7 separate regions of the Mus musculus genome follow, and all the other regions are linked to region 7. Evidence: chromatin contacts called from public HiChIP or PLAC-seq and promoter capture Hi-C data. All regions are on one chromosome and are shown on one strand. The core of a region is the stretch at or near the end of the contact, and the rest is flanking DNA. Distances in the headings are between cores, read along the strand shown. Region 1 holds the start of Hpcal4 (hippocalcin-like 4). Region 2 holds the start of D830031N03Rik (RIKEN cDNA D830031N03 gene). Region 3 holds the start of Heyl (hairy/enhancer-of-split related with YRPW motif-like). Region 4 holds the start of Mycl (v-myc avian myelocytomatosis viral oncogene lung carcinoma derived). Region 5 holds the start of Pabpc4 (poly(A) binding protein, cytoplasmic 4). Region 6 holds the start of Trit1 (tRNA isopentenyltransferase 1). Region 7 holds the start of Ctps (cytidine 5'-triphosphate synthase).

What was found. Promoter capture Hi-C pulls out the DNA fragments that hold promoters and counts their contacts. HiChIP or PLAC-seq counts read pairs in DNA pulled down with a chosen protein or histone mark.
Region 1: a contact with region 7 is called in an H3K4me3 HiChIP or PLAC-seq map of embryonic stem cells, with 5 read pairs. The contact joins the promoter of Hpcal4 here to the promoter of Ctps in region 7. A contact is called at or near these places in 5 of 39 promoter capture datasets (cranial neural crest, hippocampal neurons, liver and 2 more) and 2 of 115 datasets of contacts at active chromatin or transcription factors (embryonic stem cells and stem cell-derived neural progenitor cells).
Region 2: a promoter capture Hi-C map of pre-B cells shows a contact between it and region 7, with 6 times the contacts expected there. The contact joins the promoter of D830031N03Rik here to the promoter of Ctps in region 7. A contact is called at or near these places in 3 of 39 promoter capture datasets (cranial neural crest, hippocampal neurons and pre-B cells).
Region 3: a contact with region 7 is called in a promoter capture Hi-C map of pre-B cells. The contact joins the promoter of Heyl here to the promoter of Ctps in region 7. A contact is called at or near these places in 4 of 39 promoter capture datasets (cranial neural crest, hippocampal neurons, liver and 1 more).
Region 4: an H3K27ac HiChIP or PLAC-seq map of embryonic stem cells shows a contact between it and region 7, with 6 times the contacts expected there. The contact joins the promoter of Mycl here to the promoter of Ctps in region 7. A contact is called at or near these places in 3 of 39 promoter capture datasets (cranial neural crest, hippocampal neurons and liver) and 2 of 115 datasets of contacts at active chromatin or transcription factors (embryonic forebrain and embryonic stem cells).
Region 5: a contact with region 7 is called in a promoter capture Hi-C map of pre-B cells, with 8 times the contacts expected there. The contact joins the promoter of Pabpc4 here to the promoter of Ctps in region 7. A contact is called at or near these places in 5 of 39 promoter capture datasets (cranial neural crest, frontonasal cranial neural crest, hippocampal neurons and 2 more), 1 of 484 Hi-C or Micro-C datasets (embryonic stem cells) and 1 of 115 datasets of contacts at active chromatin or transcription factors (embryonic stem cells).
Region 6: a contact with region 7 is called in a promoter capture Hi-C map of pre-B cells, with 3 times the contacts expected there. The contact joins the promoter of Trit1 here to the promoter of Ctps in region 7. A contact is called at or near these places in 6 of 39 promoter capture datasets (cranial neural crest, hippocampal neurons, liver and 3 more) and 3 of 115 datasets of contacts at active chromatin or transcription factors (astrocytes, embryonic forebrain and embryonic stem cells).

What each region holds. Positions count from the first base shown.
Region 1 is chr4:123,180,918-123,184,838 of GRCm38.p6, forward strand. It overlaps Hpcal4 (hippocalcin-like 4), which reads left to right and starts at 2,587. Exons shown (of 5, transcript NM_174998.4): 1 at 2,587-2,707; 2 at 2,836-2,939.
Region 2 is chr4:123,410,097-123,413,917 of GRCm38.p6, forward strand. It overlaps D830031N03Rik (RIKEN cDNA D830031N03 gene), which reads right to left and starts at 1,815. Exons shown (of 1, transcript NM_001167918.1): 1 at 1-1,815. The coding sequence starts at 611. The region is part of intron 57 of Macf1 (microtubule-actin crosslinking factor 1); the gene reads right to left.
Region 3 is chr4:123,232,291-123,236,537 of GRCm38.p6, forward strand. Heyl (hairy/enhancer-of-split related with YRPW motif-like) reads left to right here and starts at 1,266. Exons shown (of 5, transcript NM_013905.3): 1 at 1,266-1,656. The coding sequence starts at 1,577.
Region 4 is chr4:122,994,578-122,998,402 of GRCm38.p6, forward strand. It overlaps Mycl (v-myc avian myelocytomatosis viral oncogene lung carcinoma derived), which reads left to right and starts at 1,354. Exons shown (of 3, transcript NM_001303121.1): 1 at 1,354-1,573; 2 at 1,937-2,441. The coding sequence starts at 1,493.
Region 5 is chr4:123,280,177-123,284,437 of GRCm38.p6, forward strand. It overlaps Pabpc4 (poly(A) binding protein, cytoplasmic 4), which reads left to right and starts at 2,735. Exons shown (of 15, transcript NM_130881.3): 1 at 2,735-3,631. The coding sequence starts at 3,439.
Region 6 is chr4:123,014,235-123,018,310 of GRCm38.p6, forward strand. It overlaps Trit1 (tRNA isopentenyltransferase 1), which reads left to right and starts at 2,359. Exons shown (of 11, transcript NM_025873.3): 1 at 2,359-2,549. The coding sequence starts at 2,376.
Region 7 is chr4:120,568,551-120,572,767 of GRCm38.p6, forward strand. It overlaps Ctps (cytidine 5'-triphosphate synthase), which reads right to left and starts at 1,726. Exons shown (of 19, transcript NM_016748.2): 1 at 1,601-1,726.

The DNA.
Region 1 (3,921 bases), core at 1,337-3,836, 2.6 Mb after region 7:
CTTTCCCTTTGTCCATGGAATATGTGTCAAGACACACAGTGGATACCTTGACTTCAGACAATCCAAAACTGTAATTTGTTGTTGGTGATTGGTTTTTGTTTTGTGCCAGGTAACTCTGAGAACTCATTATAAAAACCAGGCCAACTTCACAGTTACTTTCCTGCTTCTCTGACTCCTGAATACCGTGATTACAGGTGTATGCCATCACACCTGGCTCAACCCCTGTAATTTAACGCCTCTTTTCCTTCTAACCGAAGCATGACATTTCCAGTGTGGTGTACAAAAGCAACTCTAGCACATGGTTCTTTTTCCTTCGTCATAATTCCATGGATTTGTTCTTCCTGTAGCGCTTCACTATCAACATATACTTGCCTCACTAAGTCAAGAACTCCCAGTTTTCACTTACAGGAAGACTTTTACAGCTTCTCTTTGAGACATCCAAATTGCCAGAATTCCTGTTCTGGTTGGGCTATTAAGTAAAACACACTCACTTACAAATACTCACTAGCATAGCTGATCTCAGTAACTAAGGGACAGATGGTATATACAGAGTGGATATGCTGGACAAGAGGACAGAGGCTTAAAAGGAATGGCAGATTTCATTATGGCAATTAGGACAGTCTACCGCTTAAAACTTGTGGATTCTGTGTTTCTGAAATTTCCCATTTGGTGTTTTGGGCTGTGACTGATTGCAGATAGTGGAAATTGTAGAAACTAAGACCACAAATAAAGATGTACCGCTGTGAAGTTCTAGCACAACGTAAGCTTTCAACAAAGTAAGCTATTGTTAGGGGCGCTGGAGTCCAAGGAAAGCCCTTGGATTCATGTCTCTATAATTCTAAAACAATCACACTTCCTTTATTCTCCTTCTCTTCTCTCCACTGAGTCTCTAGTACCAGCTCCCACATTATACAGACTGGGAGGTCGTGGATGAGGGAGGGCTTGCTTGAGATCATATGAGGGTCCCTAGAAACAACCAGACTCCATTTTAGGTGTTCAGGTATCACTTCCAGCAACCCATATTCTCCTCACTTCCCTGCACGTTGGGTTATAGTTAACTGTAACCAAGCACTCTTGCTTACCACTTGAGGGTTTAAAGCACGGAAGGTACCCGAGAAGGACTTAAGGCTTTTAAGGAACTTCATGAGTCACCAACCAAAGATGCCATGGATGTATCTCCTCTTTGACTCGAACACGGAGCTCCCAACCGTATGCTGCAACCCCAGAGAGAAGGCATATCCAGCTGCTAGAACGGGACAGCGCAACTGGCTTAAGAGGAAATGGATAGCTCTCATAAGGAAGACGCGGGTCCTACTGGTTTCCCCTGGCTGTGCTTTGTTTGGGAGTTTCTAAGACCAAATCTCCAAAAACCGGTTCTTTGCCTGTCCTTAGTCCCCCAAACAGCGCTCATCTCCACCATTTGCTGCCTGGACAGAAATCCGGCCTCTTCTGCATCTGCAATCCCATTTAACCAATCCCCCACGCGTCCCGCCCCCACTTTTGGTAGATCCCTTGAAGTCCCTCCTCCGCACGTGGCCCAGCCCAGGGATCTCTGCTCCCCTTTCGCCCTGAGTTTGGCGTTAGAGCTCTTTCCCACCACCTTGGGTTGTGAGCTCTCAGACACCAGTACATCCGTGGCGACTGAGCGGGCTGTGACGAGACCCCCAAGTGCGGAAAGGAGGTGTTTTCGCCTCCCTGAAACCTTCCAGACCCGTTCAGTGTAAACCGCCTCTGGTTTGTGTCAACATCCGAGGCCGGAGACTGGCGGCGGCTGGGAACCGGCTCCATCTAAGCGACGGGAATGCGGGAGGGTGGGGAATGGAGCAATGCTTGGCGTACTGTAAAGGCTCCTTCTGGAGGAGAACCAACAAGTCTTTTTAGGGGTCCTCGAGAAGTAAGGATAGAGCCTGACAAGAGATCTGACTTAGAGTTGTGGGGGTGGCTGGAGGGAGCCCACGCCCTCGTGTGTCTAGGTAGAGGATACTTCCACATCCACCCAGCTCGTGCCGCACCCACCCTCCCCTCTGCTAAACGGCGGGAGAGGAGTGGGTGTGGAGGGGCACTGGTGCAAAGCCGCGAGTTCTTGACCACCCCATCTCCCCTTTTCCACCTTGCCACTCCGCAGCTCCTCATTGATCCCCTCCAGGTACGGGCAGGACAAGAGACGGGGTCGCATCTTATGAATCACCCCCTATCTTACCCCCACCCCCGCTGGGGCCCAGGAAGAGAAGGCTTAGAAATTCAACTGTGGTTCTTCTGTTCCCATAGCAACGGTGCGGTTGTTTTTTGCGAATCCACTTTAATCATCGGTACTTTTCGCTCCAAACTGTGACCCAGGCTCTGAGCCTCAGGGTTGAGGAACAGATGGGGGTACAGCCCTCTACAATCCTGGCGACTCCGGGAAGGTCAGCGCGGGCGGACGGGCGGGGCGCGCTCTTGTGGTAGCCTAGACTCACAGGCCACCCCATCCCCACCTGAAACCCTGCCTGTCACTCGGTGCCAGCCGAACCAATCGATGTCCAAAGTTGCTGAGAGGAGGCGGGTCTTATGCAAATCGTGTCGCCTTCGAGAAGCAAATAGTGATACAAGAACTGGGGAGGCGGCTCCGACGCGGACCCTACAGAGCCTGTCGTCCGCCTGATAGCCAGCCTTGTCCCCGCGGCCGCCCAAGCTCGGAGCCATCTAGCGACTCGGCGAGCGGCCTCAGGTAATGAGGGTGGGGCCGGGCCCTAGAAGCAACCTCGCGGGGCGGAGGCCCTGAGCCCCTCCTCCTCCGCCTTCCACTCCCATCCTCATCTGCTCAGATCCATCTTTCTGACCCTGGGTCTGTCATAGGTGGACAGCCATCTGGGAAGCCCGCCTTGGGCCAGGAACTTTCACTTCAAGCCGGGTCTCCAGTTCAAGAAGGAGGTACAGCTGCCTCCTTACCCCCAGCTCAGGTAAGAACAACCATTCCTCTGGCTCCAGTGCAAACACACGCGCACGCGCGCGCACACACACACACACACACACACACACTCTTACTTGGGGGTGTGTGGTGTCACTGGTGCTAGAAGAGAGGTTTCAGTCACCCTGTGTTCTCTTGCCTCTAGAACCAAGCCTCATGGAAACCTCTACTTGGAGGTAGCCCACACCGACACCAATAGTTCACTGTCATTCCCATCTCAGGGTCTTGTTCCCCAAAAGACCTCGATAGCAAATTCATTCTCTGACTACACTCTCTCTGCCCCTTATGCTGACAGCTCACAGCATACCTAAGGAAAGGATGAAGACCCCTGAGGCTCCTACTCCAGACCCATTCACCATCTCCCTTCTAGTAGCCTCCCAACTAGACAGGGGTTCCACACTCTTCTTCCTTTATCTTGCTTGGAGCATAAACCAGGGTTGCTCCTCCCAGAAGACCACCCCATAGCTCTAGCCTTTAAACCTCATCATCCCTCACACAGGAACGCACCAGGTCCTCTCTCTGTAACCCGGTCTTCTCTGTTCCTTTTGTGCCTGTTGCTCCCTCTCTCGGCTTCCTGTTGTTTGCAGAGATGAAGCCAAAGATGAGTCCATGTGGGCTCATTTTCTCCTTTCCCTATGTCTGAATGAGAAAGCAGAAGAGTGCAAGCCTTGCCTTCGCCTCGATCTCTGCTTGACTTTAGCCAAGGCTTTTCCCTCTCAGATTCTTCATGAGATAGGCAAAGAGCAGGACAGAGGAGGGTTCGATGAGATGGTCTTGAGTAGCCTTCCAGGTCTGACATATTCTGGTTCCACAGCTGATTACAGGAGAACAAAGCCCTGTTCAAACCATTAGGATATTTCTCAGAGGAGACCTGAGAGGCCCCATCCATCACTGTAGGGACATCCTTTTCACTCAGGCCAAGGTTCAGGCTACTCCCTCCTACATATCCTACAGCCTCATTCTCTTAGGGGCCT
Region 2 (3,821 bases), core at 565-3,064, 2.8 Mb after region 7:
GGAATATCTACAGATTTGGACATGTGTTCCAAAGTAACGGACTCAGACTGAGGTTCCCTGTGGTCAAAGTGACCAGAACTTTCTGTCAATGCAGAACTGGATTCTTTTTTCTCTTGCAAGGAAGGATTTGAAGCTCCAGCTTCTGATACTTCACTGAGAGAAGCCTCCATCCTTTCTGCAAATTCTGGGAAGTTGGGTGGCATGAAGGACTTCCACGATCTCCTGTTAACATTATCTTTGCGTTCTGCATTTGGCCGACGTCTGGGTGGCACGGGTGCTGACTTCTGCACATCACTGCTTAGCTTTAATGCATCAAATATTATCCTCTCATCCAGCTTCTTGCCTTCTGGTCCTCTAGCTTCAAAAACATTAGATGATGCTCCTAATGTACCATTGCTGGATATGGTACTTCCTTCCATCTTCTCCATGGTGCTTTTTGACGTCTGATTAAGTTTTGACCCCTGGTCAATCTGTTCATTTATCCTCATTGTATCGTATATAGACCGCTGTGGAACATAGCAATCTTCTATATAGCCATCCTCATCTTCCCCTTTACCCAGGCAGGTAGGGTTCCGCCTTAAACAGTCTGGCCTGCTAAGTGGCTTACCCATACTTTTTCAATAAAGATGAACCATCAATCTTTCAAAAGTTTTTTTTCCCCGCCACGGGTTCTCTCAAAATACATTCTACATGAATTGTAAGTCCTCTTACATGTTTATACTCCAAACCACCAATTGCATCTGCCTTTCAGAAAGATCTGGAAGTTCCCAATTTGAAACCATTTTGGGAGAAACTCTAATAAGACAAACAGGTTTTCCCTCACAGGCTAGCAGCCTCATAACTGCAGAAAGACAAATGATATTATTTAATCAATAAACATAAAACAAATACTTGTATGGCTTCTGGTTTTACTTTTCTAAAGCCCTTTCAAATTCAGTCAGCAAAAAAATCGTTTGATATTGACAAGTCTTATTCAATATCTAGTTTCACTCGATTCGCACCAAAGCTGAGTTGGAAGCAGAAAATGTATACCAACTATGTCCTTTATAACAATGGCACACCCTCTCTAGCCTTCAAGTATGGTCCAAGCTCCTAAGAATTCCTTTCATTTTATCCTGTGTTCAGCCCTAAAGAGTCCAGCTGGTCTGAATTAGCCATTCGTCCTCTCTAGTTGGGTGTTTGCATTTGAACAGGGCTGGTCAGCGGATATTCCTGCAACTTTAAACACAGGAAGTCCTTCATTCGGGGCCAGCTTGGGGCTTCCTGTCTCCAAAACATCATGGCATTGTTGTGGCTTCCAAGCCAACACTGTATCGTGGCCGCAAAACAAGGCGAGTGGAGGCCCACGCTGGGCCTTTCAGAAGGCGGGCAGGCTGCGGCAGCGGCCAAGAGGCAGTCTGGACTCACTTAGCACCGCCCGCAAACCCGCGCCATGCCTCGCGCCCCGGAGGGCCAGGGTCGCCTCACCGCAACCTTGCAGGTGGCTCCCGGCGGGCCGGCCTTGGGTCTAGCGCTCAGGAAGTTAGTTTGTCCCTCCGGCAGCAGTAAGTCCCGTGTCCTGTGGGCGCCGCCTCCCCGGCCACTGCAGGTCCCCGGCCCCCAGCCGCCGCGTCGTGGGCTGCATGACAAGCAGTCGCCTCTTTTCTCCACCACGCCGCCGGCCCTGCAGCCGTCCTCCCCGCCCGCAGCTGTCACGGTCCCGGCATGCAAACTTCTGGCCGGGAACAAAAGGCTCCGCTCCGGCCGCACGAGGGGGGCGAGCCCGCCTCTCTCACGCCGCGCGGCCCGCTCACACGCCGCTGGCTGGAAGTGCTCGGGTGGCGGGCGGATCTCCTCCCCCTTCTAGCCCCGCCACAGCCGCTGCCCCGCCCGGGCAGCCCCCTTGGAAGCCCGGGAGCGCGCGGCGCCGACTGCTAGGGAGGAGGACGGGGGCGGGGCCTATAGGGAGCCCCGCCGGGAGGGGAGGGGGCGGAGGCAAGGATTGGAGGCCAAGGCGGCGAGGGAGGGGCTTCCCGGGGTTGGGGCGAGGGACTCCAGCTCATCCCGCACCCCCTCTAGCTCACTCCCTCCTCACCCACGGGAGTAATAGTGTCCCCGCCTGCGAGGGTGAGAGGAGAGGGGCAGTCCTGGTCATGCCGGGCAAATCCCCTGACAAAGGAAAGCCCCGCCCTCACAACGCTGGCCCGGCCCCTCCGCCCCCGCTTCTTTCCAACCGGCGGGATGGGAGCCCAGCCCAAGGGCGAACCCAGAAGGGGCGCCCCCGCCGCCCCCACTACCAGCCGGTAGTGGCTAGGGCCACTCGGGGGCCCCATCTGCCGGTAGAGACGTACGGGCTGGGGTGGGCGGTCTGCACTATCCTAGGCTCCAGCTTTGCCGCCAACGACTATCCCTGTATTTTTCCAATGTCACCTCTGGCGCTGACCAAAGAACAGGCTAGCCTTAAACACAGTCTTTTCTTGGCATGCCAAGGAATTAAGTTAGACTCAGGAACCAAGTTATTGGATAAACTCTAGGCACAGTTTCCCTTCTCAAGTATGTCAGATCTTGGCCCATTTCGCCACCTGGATTTCTCTGCTCAGACTTCAGCGGTCTTAATGACCGGAAAATGGGGTGCGGGTTGCAGGGCAGTGGAGACTCTAGCAGGAACAGCCCATGACCAACACCTGGATTGGCTATAACCGCTGTGCACGTCCAAGGAAATCTGAGCCTCTGAAGGGCTAGATGAAAAGCATGAGTTCATATTTCAAGTCTCAAGAATGAAAATATTAGAGAAATGTGTTACACAATCCTGCAAACTACGTTCTGGATTTTAGGAAAGCTATCTAGAGACCCTGTAATTGTTAAGAAAAGTACAAAGCAACCCAGAAGACTGCCTGCCAGAGGTAGCTTGCATCTCTTTGAGGTGTAATACTTGACTCCCTTTATGATGGTCCCTCGGATTTCATGAGGATGAAAAAGGTCAGTTAAAATGTACAAAGTCCTGTTGGCCCAAGTAGTTAATATAGATGATAAAACTTATGAGAAAGTTATTTCTACTCTTCACACAAACAGTAAATAAAACGAGTCACTGGTGTGTGGAGATTTGGCAGTGAAGCTTGGAGCTAAGCCTTAAACTTACTTGAGGAGCCAGAAACTCCTTGGCAAAAATGAGGTACAGGCTGAAGCCCATGATCAGATTAGTCAAGTAAAAGACAACTTTGCTTGGCAAAATGTTTTATACTTCATTTCTCACTCCTAAAGAAGCTGATCAATTCTACCCACTCAAATACAAAGACTTTCCATCTGTAAACAGGAGAGAATACTTAAACATTGTATCATCTTATTCTAGATACCCTAGTCTTTAAAGTTAAAACTTCAGAAAGCTATCCAGAATCCTGTGGCTTCCTGGTGCAATAGTGCAAGACACTAGAACATTTTTCTACGAACCCAGAGTGAAAAGAATCAAGAATACTTGATGGAGAGCAAATTTCAGGGGATATGATCAACATTAAGAATCTGAGGAGCTGGGATGTGGGAGGAAGGAAATTTGTGCTGAATCTCTCCTTAAACTGGCACACCAAGATCCAAGGGCAGATTTCAAACCATCAGTTTTCTCACTGCTATTCAAAGAATAAGGTGTTCCCTAAAAGGGTGACTTTTCCTGATCCCAAAGGAATGTGAGCAGAAATTCAAGCAACCACATGGCATAGCAATCTCAGGAAACAGATTAAGAAATCTTGAAGTTTATTCAGGGCGTGTTTTAAAGTCCCTTCAACCCCTGACACACTGTGATCCTAAGAACAAATCAACTTACAGACTGGATACTTCACAATTCATGGACT
Region 3 (4,247 bases), core at 16-2,515, 2.7 Mb after region 7:
CAGCCCTTTCTCTCTCAGCCAATCACATAGAGCAAACAAGTATCTGCCTTTCTAGGAAATGCCTAGTGCACACATTGGGCACTCTTCACACTGGTTGAGGTTCTCACTGTTTTGGCAGGTGCCCACAGAAATTATGTGAGTGCTGAGGGCATTTGGAACAGGAGAATTGGTGCTTGCGGCTGCGGTGGCCAGCAGAGTTTCCTGATGGCGACCGTTCATGCCAGTCCTATCTGGTCATCTATGAGCATGATAAGTTTCTGTGCTTGGCCAAGTGGTTACGTGTGGGTCTGAGTGGCAAGAGGCCTGTTCTTTCCCATCAGGAAGTATCTGCAAGCAGAGCTGACTATGGTGAAAGTGTGTGTAGTCAGCTTCAGGTGACCAACCCCACTTCCCTACACCAAAAGCTGGCTTTCTTTTGTGCCTGTCCCAGTGAGCAGAACAAAGGGAGAGGACTCCTCTGGTGCCCTGCCCACCACACCCACCTCCACCATCTCCCTGCCGCCCCTGCAAGAAGTTTGCTCTCCTCCCTCAGCTTCCCTCTGCACTTCTCTGCGTACGATGACCTGGGAGGATGGCAGCTGAATCTCTAGGCACAAGGACAGGAACTCTCACTGACTAAATAGTTGTCTGTGGTCAGACAGGCTCCCCCAGAAAGAGAAGCCGAAGGCTCCTTTCCTCTCTTCCTCTCCCTGGTGCCTGCCAGGACAGCTGTCATTAAATGAACTGGGGTGACTCCCAGGGATACCCCACCAACCACCACACCCTACCTACCTTCTCCATTCCTGTGCTCCCTCCCACAAGTCAGAAGCTCAAAGATCTTGGCCACTGTAAAGTCAGCACTTGGGATGCAGAGGCAGGAGGGTCAGGGATCAGTAGTTCAAGGTCATCTTCTGCTACACATCAAGTTCAATGCCACTTTGGGTTCTATGACCCTGTCTCCCCTCCTCCAGCCTTCTCAGCTGGCAAGCAGCAGCCACCCCTTTGGGGGTTCACCAAAGGACTTCGAAGTTCTGAGCATCCCACAGTGCACGTAGCTTCCCCAATACACACACACACACACACACACACCACAAACTTTGGTCCCCTATAGAAGGAGTGACTGAAGAATTACTTCCAAGGGGTCACAGGCACCCCCAGTAACCTTTCCAAACCTATCTGCCCTCCCTGCATGCCCTGGAGCAGGAAGGTACAGGTCTGACCCTTATAAAAAGCTGAGGCACTGCAAAGCGAAGTCTGTCGCACAGAACTAGGGACAGATCCGGATTCTCTGGGCTTCCCCGTGGGGCCTCCCAGGGCACCTGCCCAAGGCCACCCAGAGCGCCAGCCCAGGCAGCGCCGGTGGAGCGGAGCCGGACCTCCCAGCGGCCGATGGGGGCGGTGACCGCCCGGGGCCTTCCCACGGTTCGGTGGCGCGTCACCGCGGGGGCGAGGGGGCGCCGGGGCGCCCCGGGCTGCGGTGCAGGAAAGGGCCCTGGGAAAGGGCGGCGTCGGCTCCCGGGCCGGGGCGGGGCTGAGGCGGGGCCCAACAACCAACTCCAGGGATCGCAGGGCTGGGACCCCGCAGCCAGCTTTCGGCATGAAGCGGCCCAGGGCGCCCAGTGGCTCCGACGGCGAGTCTGATGGACCCATCGATGTGGGTCAAGAGAACGATCTTAGGTAAGACAGGGTGGAGCGAGGGCCGTCCGGGGGTGAGAAAGTCCAGCACACTCAAGTTTGTGCGCAGCCCTCAGGTGTCAGCCAAGATGCGGGGGCGTGTGCAGCGACTCCAGTGCGTCCATAGCACCAATGCGGCAGATTCCTGAGTACCCTGAACCATAACACCCTGAACCAACTATGGTTCAGGGAGCTGGGATGGGAGGACAGTTCAGCTGGAGGATATTCTGTCGTTTGGCTACCCCCAGGGACGCCCCTGAGAAGTTTTCCTGCAGACCTAGGAAACCTTCATAGATGTAGATACCGCATTCCATTGCCCATAGTTTGTCTACTATGAAGACTTCTGTACTTTTCCAATTTCACTCTTCTTTGGGAACAGTTTTCACATAGTACACAAAAGGACTGGGGGCTGTGTCCTTTTCGCTTTGAGCATACTGGGATTTGTGTTTAGGTACTGAGGGAAATAATAGCCAACTTGCAAAAGCCTAGACTCCAATCTTCAGCACCCCTTCCACCAAACCACCAAGCCGCCAATGCAGTTTCTTTTTTGTTAAATAATCTAACTTCTAACCTGTGGAACAAACTGAACTTGTACAATCCTTGCTACCTATCAGCTCGGTGACTCCATAAGCTTCAGTTTTCTGGTCTATAAAATGGGTATACATGATGAAGCTAGCTTCATAGCGGGTGTAGACATCAAACGGAAGAATGTCAAGGCCTTAGCAGTAGTTCATGGTGAGTGCTTAGTGGTGTCAGGCTCTAAGTCTCCAGGCCTTGCCACCCAGCCCACAACCGCCACCAACTCACCTTAGAGCTTTTCCTTTCCTTCCCTTTCTTCTTTCCATTCTTCCTCCCCCTCCTCTTCTTCCTTCTTCCTTTTTCTTCATCCACTGCTAGGGATTGGATCCAGATCCTGGTGCATGCTACCCAAGTGCCCTGTCACCATGCAGTTCTGAGCCTTCGGTTCCCCTGCCTAGGCCTGTTTCCACATAGAGAAGAGGATGCGAATGGAAAGAAAAGGAACCGGCCTCTGGAGCAGGTGTCTCTCTTGCTCTACTAAACCTTATTTGTCTCTGACCACCCTGTACATGCCCCGGCACGTGCACACATACATAGAATGACTGTTTTAGTTTGTCTAGGTTTTTCCTCAATGGTTTCTCTGTGTAACTTGGCTGTCCTGGAATTCACTCTGTAGGCTGAGCTGACCACGAACTCAGAGATCCACTTGTCTCTGCCTCTCAACTGCTGGGATTAAGGCTCGTACCACCACCACACATCTAACTTTTTTTTAAGAGGCTACAGCTAGGCATGGGGACATATGCCTTTAATCCTAACACTCAGAAGGCAGAGGCAGGAAGATCTCTATAAGTAGCTAGAGCTAACTTTTGACTTAGTGAGACCCTATCTAAAAAAGGGCAGAGTCAGTCTCTCTCTCTCTCTCTCTCTCTCTCTCTCTCTCTCTCATCCTCAAATCTTACATGTTAGGTCTGGGGATGTATAATATAGTTCCTTATGTAAATCCTTTAAAAATTACTTAGCAGAAACTGCTACTTAAGAGAAATAATTCTCAAAGCCTGTTTCTGCCGCCATGAGGGGCCTAGCACCACACGGTCATGGCAAACGGAGGATCTCAAATTCAATGCTATTGGGTCTTCAAGAACCAGAGTACAGACTCAATGGCAGAGAGCTGAGGTGGATCAGACTGGCTTCTATCCTTCATGAGTATACAGCCAGAAAAGTAACTGCCAAGGGATGTGGCGACTCTGAACACAGTGGAAGAATCTGGGGAGGGGCCACTCACAGCCATGGGTGATGATAACAGTTTCCTGATGGCGGTAGCATTAGGGCTAAGGTGTAAAGGTCACTGCAGGATTCCCCCTTATATCTCTTTTTGTCATTTTTAGCCAGAGTCCATTGTTAGGGTCTGGTCTAGACAGAAGACCAGACCGCTCCAAGGAGGGAAAGCTGCTGGACATCTGGCCGTCTGACTTATAGATGCCTCTTTGTAGCACTTTGCAAAGGGCCCTCCCCCCAGCAGACATAAATGCTTCAATTCAGAGACCGCTGAACGATGCCTGCTGTGGCCTAGACCCCGGACTGGGCATCCAAGCCCAGATGGATCCTGCCCAGCCTCTGCCCTCAGGGAATTCTCAGAGAAGAAGAGTTGCATGTACAAAGAAAGCCAGATAAACTGTGGCAGGGGCCGTAGGGTTAGGGCAGCCAGACTCTGGGGGTCAGAAGCAGCACACAATTCCTCACGCTCAGAGCTTCAAGACCAAAGGGGCATAGTGTGTTCTGATGTCACCAAGGACATCTGCCTGGTGGTAATAGCATCCTGTCCCGCCCATGGGAATCACCCACAGAGCTCTCGTGTGTGAACTTGGGCCCTTGCAACAGTCTGGATCCACACAGAATAATGCCTCTCCCTTACCCATCTTCAAATATTTCATGAGCAGCTCCAGTATGTCAGCCTGGGAGTTGGGGTCTATGTGCTTCTCCTTTAAGACTGAAGGCAGCTGGTGGTCTTTAAAGTCAGGGAGACCTGAGTCCCTCCACACCACTTCCTGTGTAAGTGGCTTTTTACCCCTTTCCTG
Region 4 (3,825 bases), core at 104-2,603, 2.4 Mb after region 7:
TGCAGGGACTACAAAGCGAGCCAATTCCTGCTTTCAAGGATGTCCTACACACACCTTAGACACAACAAATGGAAAATGGAGAGTCACACACACCCCCTGTCTTCTCACCCAACTCGTGGGTCATCTCACACCTCCCTGGCCCAAAACAACGGGACGTGTTTATCCTTCTGGCTTCAGTCTGTTAGGATGGCAACAGCCTGTAGTTCTGAGTAGTTAGACAAAAAGAGTAGGAGGAAGAGAAGGATGGCAGACAACCAGACACCAGACCTTGATGCCAGGTGTAGGATTCTAGATGAATTGGCTGCTATCCTAAGTTACCTTCCTTGGACCTAAATTAGTTAGTCTTTTCCTTTCTCAGAAGGTAGCCTGTTTATGATAACACAAAGGAAATATATATATATCTCCATCGTCTCGGCCAGGGATGTCATGCAAAACTTCAAACACTTTGATCCCACAGCTAGGAAGCACAAAACAGGGGCCTGAATGAAGTTTCCACACCCCTACACTCCTATCTCTAAAACAGCCGTTAGGAGAGTTTTGTGTGGAGGATGAATTCTGGGAGGCAGGGCTGTGAAGGAAGGGTCAAGTGTCAGCTATGACCTGGGGGATGACAGAGGTCTCACTACCCTCCCCAGGGATAAAGCTGCTGTTGTTCGAATTCTCTCATGTCCTTTCCTAAGGTGCTCTATCTTTTTAGTAAACAAATTCAGCCCGGCGATCCTGTGAAGTCATTACCATTCCTTCATTTCACAAGTAAAATTGGGGCTCCGAGGGATTATATATACTGCAGGCTTTCTAGCTCGGAATCTTCACTGCTATTCAAGGTTTAAGCCACTGAGCTAAAGAATGGGCTAATGGTTACTGAAGCAATGGGTTGAAGAAGCCTGGGTTCAGGGCCGAGGGCCACCAGGTGGCGCGGTGGAGGTGCAGTGTGTGCCCCACCATCACCACCACCACCTCCTCTGTCATGGGTGGGACGCACCTGAACCTGGTGGGGCGCGCCCCGGGAAGTAGACTAGCAGGGTGGGGCAGGGAGCAGCTCTAGTCCTTGGCTCTGAGTAGGCGCGGAGCGCCGCTTTAGTTAAGTCGCTTGGACCGCGGGAGCCTCTCGAACAGTCACGCCTCCACCAGGAGACTGCGGGGCTGCATCAGCTCTTCTGCTCTGCGCTCCCCAGCGTACAATTTATTAGGGAGCTTCAAGGGATAGAATAGAAACGACCAGTTCAGCCAGGAGGTGGGGCCGGCCCCACCTGTCGCCAGCGGAGAGAGGGGCGGGAGGGGGAGGGGCTTGTCTCCTAGGGACCACCCCCCCTCCTGGTCCCCAAGCCCCGGGCACGCGACGAGATATAAAGCAGTCGGGAAACAATGCGCCTGCAGATCGCGCTCCCGCGTCGATCCCGGGAGCGTCCTGGCTGCCGTGTGCGAGCGAGGCGGGGGGCGCGCGCACGGGGGGCGCGCTCGTGAGTGCGGGGCCGCGCGCTCGGTGGCGCGCATGTGTGTGTGTGCGGGCTGCCGGGCTTCCCCGAGCCGGCGGGGAGCCGCTCCGCTCCAGGTGGCGGGCGGCGGGAGCGAGGTGAGGCTGCGGGTGGCCCGGGCAGGGGTCCCCAGGGGACTGGCGGGCTGCAAGGCTGCAGACTGCCTTCGAGACAGCGCGCCCCCGCCCGGCCCTGCTGTGCCCCCGGAGCTGAGCTCCGGGCGGTGCTGGCAAAGTTTGCTTTGAACTCGCTCCCCTCAGCCTGGTCGGCCCGTTGCGAGCTGCCCTGAGCGAGCTGACCCCAGGCCAGGCTTCCCAGGAGCAGGGACCAGGGCGCGGGCTGCAAGCTGGTGGGCCTGGGGAGAGACCAGAGCCCCGCAGCCAGCTGCAGCGAGGGACTCGGAGCCGCCTCTTCCCTCGGCGGGCACCGCAGTCAGCTCGTCTCCCCCTTCCCTCCCGCAGGGAGCGGACATGGACTTCGACTCGTATCAGCACTATTTCTACGACTATGACTGCGGAGAGGATTTCTACCGCTCCACGGCGCCCAGCGAGGACATCTGGAAGAAATTCGAGCTGGTGCCGTCGCCCCCCACGTCGCCGCCCTGGGGCTCCGGTCCCGGCGCCGTGGACCCAGCCTCTGGGATTAATCCCGGGGAGCCGTGGCCTGGAGGGGGTGCCGGGGACGAGGCGGAATCTCGGGGCCATTCGAAAGCCTGGGGCAGGAATTATGCTTCCATCATTCGCCGTGACTGCATGTGGAGCGGCTTCTCCGCCCGAGAACGGCTGGAGAGAGTGGTGAGCGACAGGCTGGCCCCAGGCGCGCCCCGGGGGAACCCGCCCAAAGCGCCCGCTACCCCGGACGGCACTCCTAGTCTGGAAGCCAGTAACCCGGCGCCCGCCACCCAATGTCAGCTGGGCGAGCCCAAGACTCAGGCCTGCTCCGGGTCCGAGAGCCCCAGCGATTCTGGTAAGGACCACCCGGGGGCTAGCTAAGAGGGAGGCACCCCTTGGGTGGCCAGAGCTCTATCTACCGCTGTTTGAAATCAGGCATTAGATCTTAAACCTTCCCATCACCTCCCCATTTTCTGACTGAAGCTGTCGGTGTAGCCCCCAGCTGTGTCTGTCTGGCACGTGGGTGTGTTGGTAAACAGTTTGGAGAAGTGGGGAGGGAGCCAGCGTCCCTCTGATGGTGATTGGAGCCCCAGGGGACCAGGGCGACTTGGTGAGGGTTGGCGCTTAGAGAGGACAATACTCGGGTTGGACTGTAGGGGATTTCTGTCCTTGGGAGGTTGAAAGGGTTCCCTTAAGAGTCACTCCAAGCTTGAAGCTTTTTTGTTGCTGCCTCTTTCCCTGGGAAACTCACACTTCCCTAAGGGAGAAAAGACTGAGATACCTTTTGAGCAGAACCAAAAGCCTTCCTCCACTCGAAAACCTCCATCTCCCGCCTGCTGCACTTTAAATTGCTAATTCTCTTCTCTTACCCCAGTCCCAGTCCTTACTACTTCCCATCACTAGTGACTAGTGAGACAGGTGGAGGGAGAGTAAACGCTCCTCTTAACAGATGGGAAAACTGAGGATTAGAGACAGGAAATCAGTCAAGTGAGCCCCAGCCTCCTGCTGTCTAGTCGCTTCTTTTCCCAACTCCTTTCCCTGTCTTTCTTGGTGTTTAGAGGGTCTTCCTCATAGCTTGTTTGAGAAGAGCTACACGATGCCTGTTGATTTGGCCTTAGGAAGGTATCCAATCTCCCGCCCAATACATCTGTGGGCTTCGGCTGCTCTTCTACATTCAACATTCCTGCTCGGTCCCATCTCTGGTATTGAGATAATGGTCGTAGCGCCCCAGGCCTCCCTCCATACTGATGAAGAGCAGTCTTCACTGAGCTCAGACCACCTTGCTCTTCCCCTAGCCTCTGAGCCCCCCCCCCCCCCCACTCAGTAGAAGTACACGGGAAAGGATGCTATTGCAGGTGCAGCAGGAGGCTTTGGGCACATTCATTTCCGACAGAGAAAAGTCACTGCAGCAATCAAGAATCATGGGCTTTTGAGAGGGAACTGGGGAATTGGATGTGGAAGTTGTACAGCTATGGAGGGAAATGAGAACAGAATTAAAAAGTCTCTTTTTCTTCGATGCATTTGTGTTAAGGTCATTTTTAACCTGCAACAGGAATTTATGTTTTGTCGGATGACTTAGATAGGAAGCTTGAGATCAAGAACCTAGAGAAGAGCCAGCTCCGCAAGGGCTGTTAGAGAGACCGTTTTGGAAGTTTGGAGATCTTTATTAGCAATCCAGACCATCATAAAAATAACAGGGACTGAGGCTGACCTGGGCCTCCGTTTCTCCTTTTGAAAAT
Region 5 (4,261 bases), core at 1,485-3,984, 2.7 Mb after region 7:
TGGAAGCCTTGAAACTTTTATTTTTTTGCAGGGTGAACCGACAATGGAGGTCTCTCTATGTAATCCTAACTTTCTTGGCACTTGCTATGTAGACCAAGCTGGCCTAGAACTCACAGAGATAAGCCTGCCTCTGCCACGGGAAGGAATGCTGGGATTAAAGGTGTGCCCCGCCACACCCAGCTGGTCTCTGAGCATGCTAGGCTGACTTTGAACTTATAGTAATCCTGCTTGTGGTTCTCAAACTCTGGGAGTATAGGTGTGTACCACCACACACAGCTTCTACATACCTGTGCAAAAACTTTACATGTACTTATATGCTAAGCATTAATAGGCTCTAAAGGAATTTTTTAGATTTATTCTTTTACTTGTATTTATGTGAGTGCCTGCCTGTATGTACATGTACTGCATTCAGATTCCCTGGACCTGGAGTTATAAGGGATTATAATCTGCCACATGGTTGCTGGGAATCAAACCCAGTCTCTCTGTAAGAGCAGCAAGTGTTCTTGACCGCTGAGCTCTCTCTCCAACCCCTTGTGTTAATAGACTTTATTAGGCTACTTATAGATTAAAATTCAGCGAAGATAGCAGGATGACAGTTGTGGAGGCAGGAAATTCTGAACTAGACCGTCATGAGCGTAAAAGCATGTGGCGTTTGCTTATCTATGCCTTGAATTCATGTGCTTATTCAACAGACAGGTATTGAGCATTTAGTCTGTGCCATGTTAGACGTCATTTAAAGGTCTTGTTCTCATAAGGCTTGTGTATAGGGAAAGACAGACACTAAATGAAGAAACAGGCAAAATGCCTGAGACTAGAGTGTTTGGAATCCTCCCTTTTTTAGATTATGGAATATTTGCAGAAAAATATATCTTAGGAATAAAGCCATAAAGCCCAAATCTTTTTTTTTTTTTTTTTGGCTTTTCAAGACAGGGTTTCTCTGTGTAGCCCTGGCTGTAGACTAGGCTGGCCTCAACCTCAAAGATCCACCTGCCTTTGACTTCCAAGTGCTGGGATTAAAGGCACAAGCCACCACCCACCCAGCTGTGGCTGACTTCAAAATTGTTAAAATCCTCCTGCTTCCGCCTCCCAAATGCTGAGATTAAAGGTGTGTACCACCACTTTCCAGCTTTTTTTTTTTGGTTTTTGGGGTTTTTTGGTTTTTTGTTTTTGTTTGTTTTGTTGTTGTTGTTGTTTTTTGGCTTTTTTTTTTTTTTTTTTTTTTTTGGTTTTTCGAGACAGAGTTTCTCTGTATAGCCCTGGCTGTCCTGGAGCTCAGAAATCCACCTGCCTCTACCTCCCGAGTGCTGGGACTAAAGGCGTGCGCCACCACGCCCGGCTTTTTTTTTTTTTTTTTTAAAAGACCGGTCTCACTATGTAGCCCTGGCTGGCTTGGAACTTGCAATATCCATTTGGTTGGTCACAAATACTCAGGGGGGATCGGTCTCCCAAGTGCTGAGACTAAAGGTGTGAGTCACTACACCTAGCAAGGCTTCTTTATTTAATATAGTCACCAGAAATTATTCTCAGAGGTAAGGAGGGACTCTTACTTGTATACCATGGTAACCATGGCAACCATGGCATCTGCTGGGGGGGGAGCTCTGATTAGCCATTTATTGGAATGAATTGATTGATTAAATACTTATATTTCCTCAATTGTTTGCTTCAACCAGTAGACGAGTATCTGTCTAGCTTTTGCTAATTTCTGGTTTGAGTGAATATAAGGATAGAAAAAAAAATGGTCCCTGGCACTTATGGAGTAAGGAAATACTGCTATAACTCCACATATTTAGTCTCATGAGATAACATGATCTTCAAATGGTCAGTGAAACCTTCATTTGGGTAAAAAGTCAATGATTACCCTTCATCATCTAAGCGTAAACTCTTAACTAGCGTTTACATAGTAACAAAAACATTGTTTCACATGCACAGATGCATTCTCTTTGTGTTGTGCCATGAGTCGCCACGAGATGCCTTGTAAGGACATCACTAGAGATAGCTCCCTTATACAAGAACCATGAGCCCAAATACACCTTTCTTCTCCTCTTCTCCTTTTGCACAAACTAAGCTGTAGGCGTGCCACCAGAACAAAACAGGAGCGGACAGTCACGTTTTGTTTTATAAAAGCTTTGGCAAGATTTGTTCATCTTTTCAAAAACAGTCTCATCACCTAAGATACCACCACCATTTCTAATGACCTCCAAAATCCAACCTCAAGGTTATATGTTCTTAAAACTTTCGTATGTCTTACGTATTCAGCTCAACCATGTATTGGGCCACCTAGTAGCTGTACTTTAGCATCCCTTTGTGTAGATTTGGGCATTTCATGGATGTTTTAAACATTATACCTGCGTGTGGGTCTTGGGGAGGACATGACTCAATCCATACACTGCAGAAAGAGAATCATACAGGTGCGTGCTGCTGGTCCTCCAAACGCAAGGGGACGCTGTGACACCTTGCGGGCGGCTCCAGGTCACTCTGGTGTGACTGCCCCGCCTTGGGCCCCCGGGGCAGAGTGGGCGGGCACGACTGCGCCCAGGTCTCGAGGCGCCCTTCGACCAGCAGCGCCCGGGGCGGGAGGGTATAAATGGAGCGGTGGCGGCTCCAGCCGCCTCTCTCCGCCCCGGGTCGCAGCCATCAGTGTTGCGTTTGGGCTCAGCACGCCTGAAGCAGAAAAAAGAAAAAGCTTAAAAAAAACACAAAAGCCTCAAAAACCTTAAAAAAAAAAAAAAGAAAAGAAAAGAAGAGGAAAAAAAAAAGCAAAAGGGAAAAAAAGAAGAAAAAGAACCAGACAGCGACTTGTGCTGGGAGCCCGTGGGGAAGTGACTTTCACAGCTTCCGGCCTGCCTGTCCGTCAGCGTCTGTCTGTCCGTCCGGTGGTGAGCCATCCCCCTCGGCCCGGCCCGCCCCTGCACGCCTCTGCGCCGCGTGGCAGCCCCGCGCCCCGGCTGGCCGCACCACGTGTCCGCACTGCCCTTCGCCGGCACCCGCAAAGATTTGGTTTCCCCCTTCCTGGGCTGCTGTAACTGTAAACCGCCGGGAGTCCGGGGCCTATATTTATCACGAAACGCGTGTTCCCAAGGCGGCCGTGAGCGCAGCATCTGATTGCCTCTTGAAAATTTTTTGCCCCCTTTACGAGGGGATTTCCTACTTTAATTTTTATTTTTTAAGCCTCAAGCCAGGACAGCTGGAGAGTACAAACTCCAGGAGCGGGCCATATTGTTTTTGAGAGCCTTTTGTCTTGGGGCTTTTGCAGTCCCGTGCAAGTCGTCCCGCACACGGGTCCCGGCTCGGAGCCTCCCTGCTCCAGCCTTCTCCGGCGTCGCTGGTGCCACCTGTGCGCTGCGGCGCGTGCCATAGCTCCTCGGAGCCCCTTTTGTCCTGCAGTAGGCCTTGTTAGAAGTCCTCCTGGCGGGGCTCGGGGTCGTGGGGGGTGGGGAGATGAACGCTGCAGCCAGCAGCTACCCCATGGCCTCCTTATACGTGGGCGATTTGCACTCGGACGTCACCGAAGCCATGCTGTATGAAAAGTTTAGCCCTGCGGGGCCTGTGCTGTCCATCCGGGTCTGTCGCGATATGATCACCCGGCGCTCTCTGGGTTATGCCTACGTCAACTTCCAGCAGCCAGCTGACGGTGAGTAGTAGCGGTGTGCACACATTCGGGAGATTCCTGGGGACCTTGGGAATCCTGAAGGCGGAGGCCAAACTGCCAGGACCGGGGAACATAACAGCATGTTGCCTGAGAAGCCTTGGGTGGAAGCAAAATGAGCCAGGCATGTGGTCATGACCCTGGCTTCAGTCTCCCACCACTTGCTAACCTGATGACCTTGGGCTACTGGGTGGGGGTGGGGTAGAGCAGGGGTTGGAACCCAAGGAGATTTGTGTAATTCGGGATCCGAATAAAGGGACTTGGGTATTCTAGTGTGTCTAGCCCCACTCAGGTAGAAGTGGGTCTGGCACTCAGTGCATTGAAATGACACCTGAAAGTGTAGGTTGCAAAACTGGGGGCTCTAACCTGAACTGACTGACTTGGGATGGCTTTAGGGCAGTGGAAAGCAAGGAGAGCAGTTTCATCCAGTTGCCTTGAGGGGAGTTGCTAGTGTCAAGCTGTTTCTACCAGGCTCTCTTTTGGGGACTTGCTCAACTGCATGGAGCTCGAAGGATGTAGAGGAGTGTACCCAGGAAGTCTAGGAAGGTGTCACATGGAATGTACTGGGCAGTTTTGCCTCACTTGTGCTGCCTCAAGTTGGGCTGCCAGGGAATG
Region 6 (4,076 bases), core at 1,109-3,608, 2.4 Mb after region 7:
GAGACTGTCATCATAAAATCAGCTTCCCCTTTCTCTTTATGTACATCATTCCTCCGGCCTGCCATCTTTCTGGTGGTTGTCATGGTAACCATACCCTCTGAAAGTCTCCAGGCAAAGGCTCTACAGTTAACAACCATCATGTGAGAGTGTCTGCCGGATATGTGGCCACACATCTCCATTTTAAACTCAGCCCCAGGCGGGTACCACAAATTAGAGAGAACAAGGCTTTCCATCAAAATATCCTGGATTGAGTGAAGGAGATCTTAGGGACCAAGGACTAGGAATGGGAGTTCTCCTAAACAATATTTGTAGCTATATGGTTTAGCCTAGGTCTGGGAGAGTGGCCATTTAGCCTAAGGAGATTGAAGTGATGAAAAATATAATGGCAGTCATTCTAGGTAGGCCAGTGATATACTCAGGATTTCTGGATGTGTGGGGGACTATGTTAGCTTTTCTCCTAGGCCCCGCCCAACAGTTACCTAGCAACAGCCAGGTACTAGTCTGGCTCTTATTATCTGACTGTTCAGGCTTGCTCTCTCTCTCTTCTCTCTCTCTCTGCCCCCTCCCCACGTTTTCCCAGCCAACCTCTTCCCTTCTCTCTCCCTCCTCTCTCTTTCTGCCCTTCTCTGTCCCCTTTCTTTCTCTGCCTCCACTCCCTTCTCATCCCTCAAATAAACATTTCCTACTAGACCCATTGGGTGGCTGATACCTGGGGGTGGGGGTCTCAGCGGCCCCATGCTGAGGCACCTCCTCCTGCTGCATCATGCCACCACATTACAAAACATATCAGACTACTCGTGGCTTTACCTAGGAGCTAGACCGAAGCAGTCTCAGAGAAAAAGCACTTATGCCCCCGCCCCCATCCCAAGTGCTGACTGAACCCAGAGCCTCATGCTGACTAAGCAAATGCTCTACCACTAAACCTGCATCCTCAGACCCCTTAAACTGCCCAACTAGCTAGAGGTTAGCAGAAGGGGTATTTAAGCATCTTTACACGTTATTGAAAGATTCTCTGCCCTTAGGCTTTTGCTCTTACTTATTTAGGGAGGCAGATGGGATTGTACAATTATAATAACACAAACTGTTTAACAAATGGTGGTTGTTATGTGCCAGTGCATTTGAAGCAAGCACTTTCCAGACATTATTTCACCTTTTCCTTATGGCAATCCTTGGAAGAATGGAAAGATAAAATTGCTGAGGTTAAGAGGTGAAGTAAGGGTCTGAAGTGTGCTCAGCTCAGTGCTAGAGTGTATATTCAGCACCCAGGGGGGGCCTGGGTTCAGTCTTCAGACAAAGAGAAAAAAAAATGCTGCTAATGGAATTAATTCTGATGAGAATTAATCAGCTCTCAGCTGATAAGTCTGAGAGCTGGAATTTGAATCTAGGTTCATCGGGTTCCATAACCATTCTTTCTTAATTTTAAACTTCAGTGTGTGTGGTGTGTGTGTGTGTGTGTGTGTGTGTGTGTGTGTGTGTGTGTGTACAGAGGTCAGCATCAGCTCTCTCCTTCCACATGCGGATCCTGGAGATTGAACTCAGGTCATCAGATCTGGCTGCCAGCAACTTTACATGTTAAACCATCTCTCTGGATTCTTAAAGCCATTTCTCAAAGTGGTGTGTGGAATCTTGAAGTCTGGCCATCCTTGATTCTGATTTTTCTTTCCCTCACTTGTATCTGCTTTACCCTTTGATTTTCTTCTGCTTCCTCTTCTAATTTTTGGGTTGTCATTCACTTGCTTGTTCTTTTGCTTTTAAGCCTATCTCTTGACTGCTTTATGCCAACGCAGAGCTTTGTCCTGCTTTCTGATTGTGTCTAAATGAGTGTGGAATTCAAACATTAGAGCCATGCTCTTGACTGAGAATTGGACAGATCTGATTTTGAAGAATGACTGAGAATCGGACACTCTCTGAGCTTATTAAATCCAACGCTAAGGTAGGCAAGTCGTTTCTCTGTCCATTTAATCATTGGTGGGTGCCTGTGCTAGGCACAGGAGACTCAGCAATGAACTAGTCAGAATGTGCTTCTTGTCTTTGTGAAATTAACAGCCTGTGGTAGAACTCAGACAATAAACCAGAGGCCAGTTATACAGTTTTATTCTTGAATTAATGCTATGAGGAAAAAGAATTGGGTGCCTGGACGCAATGTAGACAGAAATATTTTAGATGGGCTGCCATCTCTCCTTTGAGAAAGCAAGTCGGTGGGCTAATCTCAGCTAGTCGAAGGCAGTTACGTCATGGGCCTCCTAAGCTTGGTACCTTTGTCCCACAGTTTCCTCCTTTCCACCCTCCCCGCGTTCTGAGCCGGAGATCCGCGCCGGCGCACTGACTGTTGCCATGGGGACAGCTGCTTCGGCGCATGCTCAGATGCCTTCAAGATGGCGGCTGCGGCTGCTGCACGAGCAGTTCCTGTGAGCTCTGGATTCCGAGGCCTGCGGCGAACACTGCCACTTGTAGTGATTCTCGGGGCTACTGGGACTGGCAAGTCCACCCTGGCTCTGCAGTTAGGCCAGCGGCTCGGCGGCGAGATCGTCAGCGCCGACTCCATGCAGGTATGGCAGCGTGCTTGGCCCGGGGGCCTGGGAACCCTGGAGGTCGCGTGCGGGCCTCTGGACTAGGGGACACCCTGTCGCGTGGCTGTAGTGGGTGAACCTCGAGGCGTATGGGGATCCAGATGAAAGGAACCCACACCTGCTAGGTACCCATTCCAATGGCAGACAGTGTCCATTGTGTCCTGTGATCGCTAAGTAACTTCTCAGGCCATTACTCTTTCGTAGATAGTACCAACAGTTTCATTTATGGATAAAAATGTTGGGGGCTGGGGAGGTGAAGTGACCTTGTGCGTGGCACATTGCAAATAAATGGAGGAGAGATAGTGGAACGTTTAAGGTTGACATCCGGTGAATTTCAGTAAGTTAATTATTCCCAAATTTTGCCATAATTCTAATTCTAGCCCAAGGTAAGTCAGATGCCACCTGTGAGTGTCTTCTTGGGCACTAGAGCAGTCAGAGGCAGCCACTGGCTTCGTGACTTCAGATCAACAGTGCCCTTTACTTGAATATTATATTTGTAAAGTGGAGGAAATGTCATTTGCCCCACAATCACAAGGCTAAAGTATTTAATAAGTGAGACATTGGAGTGTTACAGTGGAGAGAGGGAGGCCAGCTCGAAGGTCAGACATTGTGGTAAATATTGGCTGAACCTGAGGGCTTTTTTGTTTATTTGTTTTTGTTTTTTAATCCTTTTGTCCTCTTTGCGAGAGGACTTTCGGGGATGTAGGAGCATTTGAGCTAGAGAGTAGGTGACATTTTGGGTGAATGTGAGAAGAATTACAACAGCTGTTAGGCATGTTCAAAGGTGTCGAACATATACAACCAGTCGCAGAACTCATGGTTAGTAACCTAAAATTAGTAATTAATTCTTTGCCCCACTTTACCTCATAAGGCTCCTGACATTGTTTCTACCCTCATAATTTATTTTTCCATGATAAGATCATCAGCTTATACTAAAAGGTAAGGTAATGTAACAAATAGTTGTTTGCAGCCTGCTTTGTGCCAGCTTAGGGAGATAAAGAGTTTAGCTTGAACTGAATCTCAGCCAGATTTTTTTTCCCCCAACTTTTTGCTACATGAACAAAGATACCTTTGTTCCTTTGCTAAAATAGGAAGAATATAAAAAACAACCTTGTGATCATTAAATGAAATATATGTGAAGCACTTATTACAAGTGTTTAAAAAATATGTTAACAGTGAAAACTATGGTGACTGTGTGTGTGTGTGTATATGTACATTAGACCAAACTCCTTATATTGGGGAATGTTAGTCTGGCTAAACATAGAGTAAGACAGAGCTAATAAGTGAACAGAGCTACTTATAGAGCATTTTCAGGTGGGCGGGTTCAGAAGATCAGAAGAGACTACAAGTGCTGGATTTCGTGATAGACTATTAAATTTGGTAGAATTCTTGAGAAGGGAGAAATCAATGAATGTCATGGAAAGTCTCTAAAGAAGTGCCTAGGCTGGGGAGACCCTGACCCTGACCTCTCTGGCCTCTACATACATGTCTGTATGTACACACACA
Region 7 (4,217 bases), core at 476-2,975:
GAAATGATGACTAGTCTTTAACCCAAGACCTTCAGGAGTGTTTAGTATGCTTATGCAGACTGTGAACCCCAAAAGGGTAGACAATATCCTTGAGAGAAAAACTGTATCACCTCATAATTATATGGTTCCTTCTTATTAATGCATTTATCAAACTTGGCTATATTTTAGTATTTTAGATAAGTCCAAACCTGGCATCCTGGCATTTCTTACTAAGACTACAGCCTAGACTCACTGAGTCAATTTCTGATGTTCCTACAGATTCCTCAGTTCAGAACAGGTTGTCACGGGATCACCTCATCTTGTCCCAACTTTATTCAGATCTCTCTGTGTGTATGTGCGTGTGTGTTTCTGAGAGAGAGAGAGATTGAGACTCAGACAGACAGACAGACAGACAGACAGACACTAAGATTCTGGCAGTCTCCCAGAGTGACTGGCAAAAAAATATTCCAAAAGCCACAAAGAGCCAGTTGGAGAGGACCCATTCCCTAACGTTTACAAACTACCTATTATGGGAGAGCTACTCACATGCTGGGGGTACCACAAACTTAAGTCAAATGTGGGTCCAACTTAAGTATCTCCGGGAGAGATGACCTGGACTGAGGGAGGATCCAGGAGCTCCTTTTGAAAACCTGCCTTGTAATGGGCCCGTAAGGCTGACTGACTGAAATGAGCTAGGAATCAGGCAAAGCATGAACAAGCAGGTGAGCCCACAGGATGCACCAAGAAAAAAAGATTAGGGCAAAGGGATGGCCAGGGGCCAGTCCATGGGCAAAGTTGAATGTCCACGCTGCACTTTTTTTTCTGAAGATGACAAGACACAAAAGGTTTTTCAAGTACAGGAGCTATAATATAGAGCAAGGGGCACCAGATAAATTCACGAATGAAAAATGTGAAAGCTTTTGTTAAAAAAAAAAAAAAATGAAGTTGGTGAAAATCAGGCTCAGGATCCACCGCAGATGTGCTGAAATCTAAATCTAGCCCCGAAGTGCCTGATGCCCGGGTTCGCACCGCCGTAAAAAGTGGGACGAGAACCACAGCAGCACCCACCCGCGTCACCCGGCTGCTGAGGATTTAAAATAATGAGTGTGGACGTAAGGCAGCCACGCTGACGTAGTGGCCTCAAGAACGCCAGCATCTTCGCGCTGGGCTGGAAAGAGAGACAGCAGCTGGGTAGCCTGGGCCGTGAGGCCCAGCGAACCTACAAGCCCCTTCCTCCCGCGCGCCGGGCAGCGCCGGGAGGAGCTCAAGGCCGCCAGTCGGGCCCCATCACAGGCTGGGGCTCTGGGAGACCCCTCCGCGGCGGCACACCGCGCTCTCTACCTCACCAAGCCCGGCTGCCCGCGTCGCCGGACTCGGCCCCTTTCCTTAGCCGGGCCACGCGGCCCGCGCGCGGGAGCCGGCAGCTCGCGTTCCGGGACTGCCCGCCCCACTCCCGTTAGAGATGCAGCCCATTGGGCAGAACGCCGGGCCAGCTCTCCCCTGATTGGTGAGAAGAGACGTTTATCGCCCCGGCGGCGTGGCCGTCCGCGCCGGGCTCTGTCGGCGCCACAGGCTCTTGCACCCGGGAGCCGTTCCACCGGGATCCCTGAAGTCTGCCTACCTGAGGCCGGCTTCGGAGTCTCGTGTCAGCCACAGCAAGGCCGGCGCGCGCGTGGTGAGCCTCGGGCAGCCAGTGCTCGGCCGGGCCGCATGCGCCAGCCGTCTTTCTGAGAGGCGGGCTCTAGGCGGTGCGCACGCAGAGGGCGGGGAGAGGCGGGCCCAGGGGAGGGTGGGGCTAGGGCGCGCATGCGCGGGACGTCTCGCCGCAGCTTGTTGAGTGGCTACTGCGGGTGGGTCTCGGGAGTTGTGGGTTCTGTGGGCTTCCTCGCCCGAGGTCTAGAGGATGCTGGTGACTCGCATCTAACCGGAACCCTGAGGGCCTTTGCCTGGTCCCGCAATAGCCGGTGGACACTCTCACCTCCCATCCGCCTTCCCTCAGGCTGCGGGCCAAATCATCTCGTGCTCTCGCCCCGCACCGCCGCCTTCTCCCGGTGCCTGCTTGTCTCCCTCTTAGGCCGGGCCGCTTGGCTTCACGTCCTAGCCAGCTGCCTTTCCACACAACGCACCCTGACGGTGCCTGCATTAGAACAACTGTCGCGAGCCTACTTCCATCCGGCACTAAATGTAGAGAGGCAAACGAGCCCACTTCTAACAAGTCATGGGGATTTTCACAGACGATTGGGACTTGGGGAGTTAGTGTACAGCGGGTTCTGAACACGTAGCAGAAACGTTTACTGGCAAGGAAGGGAGGGAGGAATAGAAAATGAGGCAGAAGAAAAAGTCTGTGTGCACATTCCAGGCGAGGTCCAGAAGAGCCTTGCAGAGTGAACAGTGCAGGCTGGAGAGGTTGGAAGGGCAGCTCTATGCAGAGCGTTGTAGGCAAAAGATTTACAGCACCCAAGGTGATGATTTTGTCTTTTGAATACTACATAAACCCATGTGAGTTTTTAATACCCTCCACCCTGCAAAAACTACACAAAGGTTTCCTTAGGAAGTACCTTGTACCTTGAACTCCATCCAGGAGGCTTGTTTCCTTCCATTAGGAGTAATTTATTGCTTTTTTTTTTCTTCTGTCTTTGCTGAAAGAGTTAAAGAAAAGGTATGCCTCCCATGACCATACTGGTTTTTTTCAGGAAAATGACTCAAACAAGTAGAATTCCAAGAAACCACTTAGGAGAATTCTACAGGGGCTTCTCTCGGAGACTTCCGGATTCTTTCAGATCCCAACCAACAGCATGCTCTGAGTCTGCCCAAATACCCAAACTGCTCTGCTCCAAGAAGCTTCCATAAGAGGTACAAAACTGAACTCCTCCCCCAGTCGCTCTTCTGGGGGACCCCTTCACTCCCCTCCACTCTCCCATATTCTCTTTGATGGTCTTGCTTTCCATTTCACCAAGAAAATGCAAGCCAACAAGAGAACTTCTGTCTACCAGCCTGCTTTCATGTGTGCGAGCAGCATGGTCTTTCATCTTGGTACTTCAGACAAGTGGCTGCAGTGGAGAGGGCAGCCCCCCTCTTCTCACTGCTTCAGGTGCCATACAACTCACCGATGCCTGGGATGTCTCCCCTCCACATCACCAGTTTTCTCCTTCTACTACCCCAGTGCAGAGTGTTACATGGTTCTCCCATGTTTGCCCAGGGCCCTTGTTTGTCTACAGCCATCTCTGCTTCACCTCCCAGTCTGTCACTTTTCAGCAAAACTCGAGGAAAATGTTGGCACTGACTATCTCTGGGTTTTGTTTTCCACCCTTTTCCTTGTACGAGTTCTAGTCAGCCATTGTTCATGTTCCTGTTAACTAAATATTTTTATGTGTTTTGGTCATGAGCCAATGTCGTTAAAGCCTGAACTATGTCCAGCCCAGTTTATGTTCTGTAATTCCACCAAAAATGTTTTGATCAAAAATCAAGTTCATGTTCCCAAACCTTATCTCTGAACATAGGGTACAGATTCTAATTCCATACCTGTTCTCAGACCCTAAAGGAAGACAATATGTGCATGATGTGAATGCATTTATGCATACTTAAACTACTTGTTTTCCTAACCTTAGACTCAGTCTTCCTGTAAGCTTCTATGTGCAGCCATAGTCCCAAAACACAGCCCCCTGAACTGACATCCTCTGTGGCATCTTATGTCCCCGCTGGTCATTCCCTCCCTAAAATGGTCTTCTCCTGGCTTCTTGGAAACCATATTCATTTTTTTCCCTGAGTTATAGGCCTCCTGCATCTGCCTAGATCCTCTTCTTGACCTGTAAATAGTGTTCTGCCTTGGGCCTTATTTTAAAAGTCTCCACTTAAATCATCTTCTAAATAATCATGTTCAAAATGACAACTCTGGAATTGATATCCCTAGCCTGGACTTGTTCTGAACTTCATGAGTAATTCCCCTCCTAGCACAGTACTTAGTCAGCTAGGCATCTTGTCCTCCATCTCCACCTGCCTCTCTGGGATGCCTTTCATCATCAACTGCTCCTCAGAGAATGGGGTCAAGGCAAACTTTCTAAAAAGGGCAGGTCACCCATACTCGATGCTACACAAGCAACTGAGCTCTGTCTTCATAGCACAGAAGTTGAAACAGTTAATACATCATGAAGTAAGTATGGTTTTTCCGAAGAAAACTGTGTTTCGCTGGGAGATGGTGGCACGAGCCTTTAATCCCAGCACTCGGGAGGCAGAGGCAG